Regions from separate parts of the Gossypium hirsutum genome. Here region 1 is linked to region 2. Evidence: chromatin contacts called from public Hi-C data. All regions are on one chromosome and are shown on one strand. Each heading gives the region's core, a stretch centred on a gene start, on an enhancer-like site or on the middle of the called end of the contact. The rest is flanking DNA. Distances are from core to core; before and after follow the strand shown.

The links. A called contact is a pair of places that touch in the nucleus more often than the background predicts.
Region 1: a Hi-C map of leaf shows a contact between it and region 2, with 5 times the contacts expected there. The contact joins the promoter of LOC107935783 here to the promoter of LOC107959478 in region 2. A contact is called at or near these places in 10 of 34 Hi-C or Micro-C datasets (fibers, hypocotyl and leaf).

What each region holds. Positions count from the first base shown.
Region 1 is chrD04:5,102,757-5,106,988 of Gossypium_hirsutum_v2.1, forward strand. LOC107935783 (ABC transporter I family member 10) reads left to right here and starts at 2,167. Exons shown (of 6, transcript XM_016868404.2): 1 at 2,167-2,627; 2 at 2,763-2,934; 3 at 3,272-3,358. The coding sequence starts at 2,377.
Region 2 is chrD04:4,855,554-4,859,689 of Gossypium_hirsutum_v2.1, forward strand. LOC107959478 reads left to right here and starts at 2,314. Exons shown (of 4, transcript XM_041091747.1): 1 at 2,314-2,663; 2 at 2,757-2,862; 3 at 3,990-4,136. The coding sequence starts at 2,475.

The sequences.
Region 1 (4,232 bases), core at 917-3,416, 250 kb after region 2:
TGTTTGAAATTCTATTTCAAATACTAAATGTAAAGTTTTCAATTAATTTCTACATCATTTAGTGCAAAAAAAAATCTTACGATGAGAAATCAAACACTTATGGACTAAGCAATAATGGTTCAAAACCATAGACAGTTTTTCTTCCCATAAGCTTTGATGCCTTACTTGTTACTAGATGAGCTTTAGCAAAGCTCGCTCAGATTATGTTATTGTTATTTGTTGGGGATCGACCCGATTAAATAACGAACAAAGTAAAAATAGTGAAAGAAATTGAAAAATTGAACACACAAATTTAACGTGAAAAAATCCCTCAAATAAGATAAAAAACCATGGGTAAAGATAATTTTACTATAATGATAAAAATCCCTCAAATTCCACAACGTCATCTTTTCCAAAGCCCGTCATGGGCCTATCCTGAATTATGCAGGGAATTAATTGAGTCGAATATGTATTTAGAAACTAGAAGACTTCTAGCCATTGACTTGTACACTGTCAAATCAAGACTAACCCAGGTCTAATTTTCATGAACACAGTGACTTAACTTTTCAAAACCTACATCCAAAAGAGAATCTCTTTTTAACAAAATGGTCATACATTTTTCCCTCTTATGACCAAGTTGTCTTCGCTCCAAACGAATTAACTTCGATTCCATAACAGATGATGGACGTCCGATTTCATCGGTCACGGTATAACATTCTAAAATATAAATACTATTAATCCTTTTACTTTTTAACAAAATGAGAGCTCCACGAGATACCTTAATGCCGTTCGACTCAATATTGATTTTGTATCCTTTCGAGTTTAAAATACTCAAGGAGATGAGATTCTTTTGTAAATCAGGTACATACTTGATATTTGAGAGAGTCCTAATCATCCCATTGTGTATCTTAATTTTAACAGTACCAATATCAATTACCTTATTAGATGAATCGTTTCCCATGCGCACAGCTCCACCTTCAACCAAATTGTATATGGAGAATCATTCTCTATTGGGACACATATGGAAGGAACATCCCGAATCTAGGATCCACTCAGACGTAAGCTTGGAGTTATCGCTCGTTGACACCAATAAGAAATCATTACTGCTTTCATCAGCCAAATTAGCATCAGCTACATCTTCCTCATTACTCTTAGCAGCCCTTTCATTTCGCAATTTATAACAATCTGATTTGACGTGACCTAATTCCTTAAAATAGCGACACACTTTTTGTCTCACTTCTTTGGTGATACCATTTGCCTATCTGCCTTGCTATCCGAACCAAACTCATTGTTGAATTTGTCTTTACTCAATAAATGACCCTTTACATCTTTGAACAAGAGTTTGTCTTTGTCATAAATCAGGGTCTCCCTGAAAGACTTATATTAAGGGGGTAAAGAGTACAAAAATTGCATAACTTGATCTCCGTCATCAATATGAACCTCAGCGTTCTTTAAATCCTTTAAAAGAGTAATGAATTAACTAATGTGATCTCTAAGAAGCTCACATTCATTTATGTGAAACGCAAATAGATATTGTTTCAACAATAAACGGTTAGCTAGAAACTTAATCGCATAAAGAGTTTCTAACCTTTTCCACAAGGCAGATGAAATATTCTCCATCAATGCCTCCTATAATACCATATTCGCGAGACACAATTGTATTGCAGACAAAGACTTTTCATCAAGCTCTTCCCATTTTGTTTGATTTAGATACTTAAGTTTTTTCCCGGTAATAACCTTTTTCAAGCTGATTTGAACTAAAATTGTCATCATCCGAACTTGCCACAGATTGAAATTTGTGACACCATCAAACTTCTCAATTTCAAACCTTGTTGCTGTAATTTATATTTCCAATAATTTATATCAATATGAATCAATCATAATAATAAGTTTTCCTTCTAAAAAAGTTATAATAATTAATTATAAAATATAATAATATTTTTTTCTAAAATTTAACTTTAAAATTTTTGCTGAATAAGTAAAATTATTTTTTAGTAATATAAAAGTTATGCTTTTAATTTAAATATAATAAAATTGTATTTTTAATAAATAATGTAAAGATAAAACAAAAAATTACATAATAGAATCGAGGGAAAAGATCACCCCTAACAATATCCTCTTTTAAGCATTCTCGAATTTCCAAAAGCGAGGCTTCATATAAGCATAAATCTTCCTTGTCTGCAAATGTCATTTTGCTTCATACTCTAGTTATGTCATAATAGTGATTATACCGGGAAAGAAATTATATGAAATAGGATACACGTTGTTCTATACTTTACTCCAATTATTTAATTATATTTTATCAATTTTTTTTATTTGTCATTAGCACATCATATTTTTTTAATTTAAAATTTTAATGAAATTTCATTAAATAATTAAGATGAGATACCACATGACATGACCCGCCTGTTCCATACGACCCTTTTCCGTATGGTATGGCTATCGAAAATTTCAAGGTCTCAAAGTGCTGAGAGTGAATGCTTGGTGCAGCTGCCGCCAACTGTAACATTCCCCCCACGGCATAGAGAACAGATAATTCATAAAAACCCGTTCAACATAACCATAGCAAAGAGTAGCATGAATCTGTCTACTCTTGCTCGTACCTCTCTGCTCCATCTATCTCCACTTCGCTCAACTTCTTCTACGAGGTTCAACCCCCCCATTGACTCCCATATCCATCAATTTCTTTTCAGCTACGCATTTTCTCGAACAGTTCATGCTTTTTCCCCTTTTTTGGCCTTTTTCTTCTCGTGGGTGTTTCAGTTTGTGTTGTTTGGTTGCAGGCATAATGCAACTGAAAGTGTTGCCATCGAGGGTCGTAATATTAACTTCTCGGTTAATACGAGGCAAGGCAAAATAGTGCCAATTCTGAAGGATTGTTCAATTCGGATTCCTTCCGGACAGTTATGGATGCTTCTTGGACCTAATGGTTGTGGTAAATCTACCCTTTTAAAGGTACGTCCTCAAAATTTATTTTTTACCCGATATCAGTATAAGCACCGATAATCTAAAAGAGAATGCTACTTGCCTCAACTGGCGCGGATAATGGTTCAACCTCAATTTCCTTATGAAATTGCCAACTTTCAGCATTGGGTTTTTTCTGATTACCATATGTGCCATGTTTAGGGAGTGCAAATATCTGAGGAAAAAATGGCTTTTATAATGGGCAAGTAGCATTGATCATATAAGAAAAATTAGGCTGCCATTATGAGTTTGATAAACTGTTGGTTCTCTTTTAATTTTGAAAATATGGTCTGGATTAAAAGAGTTGGCTATATTGTGAGTCATGCAGATCTTGGCAGGTCTTTTGACCCCTACAAATGGGGCTTTATACGTTAGGAGGCCAAAGAGTTATGTATTCCAAAATCCAGACCATCAGGTTGGTTCTTTTCCTTGGGAAATGCTCTTTTGTAAAACTATATATGTTTTGGATTCTGTTCTTGGCTTCCTTTTGTTACCATCAGACCAATGAGTTATGTTTCCCAGCTAATGGTTTTTGTTTGGGGGTGCTTATGATGGAGATGTTATGGTTTCTAGAACTATATAGTTATGTATTCCAACTAGATTTGACCATGAGTTTGCAAAAATCATATTGGTGCTGTTAGATGGTTAACCATAACTATTGCCGTTCATATTGGGTGATCAAAAGAAGAAGAAATAGTTGTGCTAAGCTTATGACATATGCGAACTATTTAGGAATTATAGTTGAAGCTTGAAGTGGTTTTAGACTTCTAAGGATTACTTGATTTCACTTGTATGAAGCTTCTGTGGCTGAGGACACATTTACTTGTGAACAGAAGCTGTTTGTTCAAGAGGACTGCCTTCCTGAAGTTTTTGCACTGACTATTGTCTGATTTATTACATTCATAGCTTCAGTTGCTCATGCATTTGTTTTTTTTTAAAAAGTTTCTCCTTTGATATTTCCTGACTCGCACATCAGGTTTACATAGTCAACCTTCTTTTCCACTTCAGCTCTCTGGTCATATCTCGTAGTCTTGTAGTTGAACTGAATTTCTGCGTAGTCTCTAATGCTAATGCGATCTTCATTGCCAGTTTGTTTTAACATTTCCATGCCACATAGGAAGAGCATGAAATAATTATTGTGCCATTTGAAGGTGCCTTTGTTCTCTTATTCTAGGCATAAGATAAGGATATCAAGTAACCTTGAAAACATGGTACCTCTGCACCATCTGTTTCAGTTCTTTTGCAGAAAACCAAAGCTTAAGAAATGATGAATGATCATCCCCCCTCCT
Region 2 (4,136 bases), core at 1,064-3,563:
TAAAACACAATAGTATTGTCACTTGATCAAAAGGTTAATGGCACAATCTGATTATTTCTAATTCTTCTATGTTTTTAAATATGTGTTTCAATCACGAGACCATTTTTTTCCCGTTATTTTCATCAAATAATTGGACGTGATATATCTTTTAAAAAGTTATGATTCCATTACATGCAGTGGCGGAGTCAGACTTTTTTTTTTGGTGGAATTAATTTGTATATTTTTACGATAGTAAAAATGTAATCCTATCATTTTAATAGTCTATATATTTATAATTTTTAAAGGATTCAATCAAATTTTTATTGTTTTTGGGGGGGCTAAAGTAAAATTTTATCATTACTAATTTAAAATTTGATAAATTATAAAGGGCCTCAATGAAATTTTTTTCCATTTTAGGGTGCAAGACCCCTCGCTCTGCCACTGATGACATGCGATTGTTGAAATTTTTAAGTTTAATTTGAGAAATATTATACAACTTTCTTTTTCTTTGACATTTTTTTTCAATGTGCAAAAAAGTATTGTATATATATTTATAATCACATCACATGTTTGAAAAAGACAAGCTATTTGATGGAATTTGTGAAAAAAAAAAGTTTTACTTGAGGGAACACAAATTATCAAATTACAATAGGACTAAAATAGTCGAAAATGCATAGTATAAGGACTTTCCTACAATTTTACCCAAAACTAGAATAAGAGTAGAGTTCCCTATGTTAGTAACAGAATTTCATTTTAGTCCCTCTACTACAAGTTAACGTTTTAGATCAATTCTTGTACGTTAAAAAATTCTTTAAATTAATTAGGACGTTGTTGCAAATTTTCCGTTAAGTCGATGATGTATACAACCAAATGGTGACAAATCAAATTTTTATTAAAATGGACTGCTAATATGAATTTTTTATGATTTTATATGCCACGTCAATAAATATGGATATTTTTTTATAATCCCTTTAATTATATTAGAAATTTTAATAATTTTATATTTTTAATTAATTTTTGTTATTCTCGATTTCTTTATACTTTTGAAATTTTAATGATATTTTTGTTATTTTTTAAAAAATATTACTTTTTAAAATTTTGAAAATAATTATAAATTTATTATTTTTTTAATTTTAAATTATTTGAAGACATAACATATAATACAGAATATTTTTATAAAAAATGTCATGTCAACTATCTATTTAATAAAAAATTGATACATTGCCATTTAACAGTACATGTCAACTATATATTATTGTATTTTTAGAATTTTTTTATAAACAACTTATATTCTTTAACGATTATTTTAACTCTAATTAATTAAATTAATTTGAGATAAATAATAAATAAAAGAGTTAATTCTTATAAAACACTCGAATGAAGAAGTTAAATCAAAAAAAAAATATCTTTATTTGTCTCATTGGCATTATAAAAAGATGTCACTTCTAAGCCATTCGACAACTTCAGATGTTTTCTGAAGGAAAGATTTTGCAGACTCTAAATCCTCTAAAAAGTCTAAAAAGTTCTTGAAGAAATCAAAGAACTCGAAGAAAATTTGATGAACGCCATAGTAGTTTTGAACACAAGCTCTCCCCAATCCGATCTGGTTGCACCAACAAAAAGGAGGCAAAACTTGTTTTAATGATAAAGTCTTGACGATCCTTTAAGCAGACTCAACTATCCAAGATCAAGTTTCAACGACCATTGAAACGAACATTAGTGATTCAAGATCAAGTCTCAACGCAATTTGAATCCAATCAAATCAAATTCTTGAACAAACATCTCGCCAAACTCAACTTCAAGATCAAGTCTCGATGACCCTTGAACCAAACCACATCTTTTTAAAATCAAGTCTGTATGATTGTTGGATCACAGCCAAATAAGAGAGAAGAATCAAATGAATTTTCATTGTAATTAAGAAATATCCAATTATTGTAACTTCTTTCAAAGTTATCAATAATTTTGATATACTTTATTTCGATTTCGAGAGCTTAATTATGATTCTAGACGTGATTAGTATGATAATTATGAGTTTTGAACTTTAGATTAATGTCCATAAATTAGATTACATCAAATCAAGGCTCGATTTTTTTAAAAATAAAAATCAATAACAGGCTCAAACTTGTTCCACCAAAAATAATAAAAATATATTATTTTATATTAATATTTTATATTTTAATAATTAAATTTAAATAAAAATATTTTTAAAAAGATATACTTTAAATTTGGGCCAGGCCAGCCCGAGATAAGCAGAACCCATTGACAGGTCTGTTGACCTGTAAGAGAGAGTCGGTTTTAAGTAAGTATAAAAAAAGACAGATGCAGCTGGTCACTACTCTTCTTCGATTCTCAAATTCCAGTTTCCCACTCAATTCCGTAATAAAATACTTCATTTTCCCCCCTTTTTTCTTCCTTCCTGTGGAAGCTTTGAGGGAAGAAAATCCCTCAAATTCACGTGAACTTCTCAGCCAAAATCAAATAATCATCAAGCAGAGATGCCAATCGAAATGCCCAAAGGGCTGCCTTTCTCAGTGGACACGTTCAGTCCATCTTCGAAGAGAAAAAGGCACCATTTCTTGACCCATGCTCATAAAGATCATACTTCTGGCATTTCCTCTCACTTTTCTTATCCAATTTATTCAACTCATCTCACCAAATCCCTTGTTCTCCTACACTATCCTCAGGTTTTGCCTTTTTCTTTATCATGGTTTTAGAATTTGTAATAATTTTTTTTCTGTTATCTGATTGTTTTCTTTTTTTTTTTCGTGGTTTGGCAGCTTGATGATTCTTTGTTCGTGGGAATTGAAGTAGGGGAATCCATTGTTATCAACGACCCGGATGAGGAATTTCAGGTTACAGCTTTTGATTCTAATCATTGTCCTGGTAATTTATTCATTTGATTGATTTCTTGGTCTATTTTGTCGTTTTTTTTATTGATTTATTATTTGGGAATTGTTTGTTGATTACTTCTCAGCATTGGGTTGTTTGAAATTTGAATGTTGTGATATGGCTTTAAGTTGAGAATTTTCTTTTATAGAGTTCATTTATGTTAACAGTTATACGATTTTGTCCTTGCTTATGCAAACAAAGTACTGAAGGACTCTGTCTGATTGTTATTTATTTATCTTAATTTTCAAAAGCAGCAAGGCAACTAGTGTGTTTGGATGCTAGAGTGAATTCTATAGTTTTGAGTATTAAAATTTTAATCGTCTTGACATTTATTTGAAAAAAAAAAAAGAAACGATGTTGCAATCAGTTTTATCTTGGGGCCATTTTCCTTTTAAATCAATTATCCTGTTGCTTTTGTCTTATAACAAATTATTTTGCAAGTTAAAAGCTAATAACAAAAGGCAAGTAACAAAAATAATAATAAAAGGGAATTTGTAATGGTTTGCATCCTAAATTAATGTATGCTTTTGAAGAGGATCTTGTTGTTTGCATTAATTCCGTTATTGTTCCCATGTAGTACTGATCTGGATAATATCTAGAGATCACTACTTGTTATGATGTACTCTAGTTGGTCTTTTGTGATAAAGAGTTTTGGATTTCTAGTATAGCAGACAATTCTCCTTGAATTAGAAGAAGAATCTCTTCACCATTTACTGATAAATTTTTATATAAGAATGGATTCTAGCATCTGAGCTTCTGACTTGATAGATTTTATGTTACCTGGACTCATGGGTGAGTGTTCGATGCTGATATATGTTCAACATAGGTATTCTTAGTTTTTTATAAGTTTTTGCATATATTTAGAGGATTGTACCTATAACGATTTCCAAATTATGTGTCAGACATAGGTACTTGAGGGAAAGTGGAGAGTCAGGTAACATAGTTGAAAACATGACACTTGCTTTGGTTGTCTTTGACTTTTAGAATTTTACTTTCGTAGATGATGCTTTCTGCTTTTATGAAGAAGTGTGTGGTGTGGGGATGGTTTGGTAATTTTCTCTATATGCATAACCTATTGTGGTTTGAGAAAAATTTGTATTGACATATAGTATGAATTTCAGGAGCAGTTATGTTCTTGTTTGAAGGCAGTTTTGGTAACATCTTGCATACCGGGGACTGTAGACTCACGCCAGAGTGCCTCCAAAATTTACCTGAGAAGTATATTGGCAGGAAAGGAAAAGAGCCACAATGTTGTTTTGATTATGTTT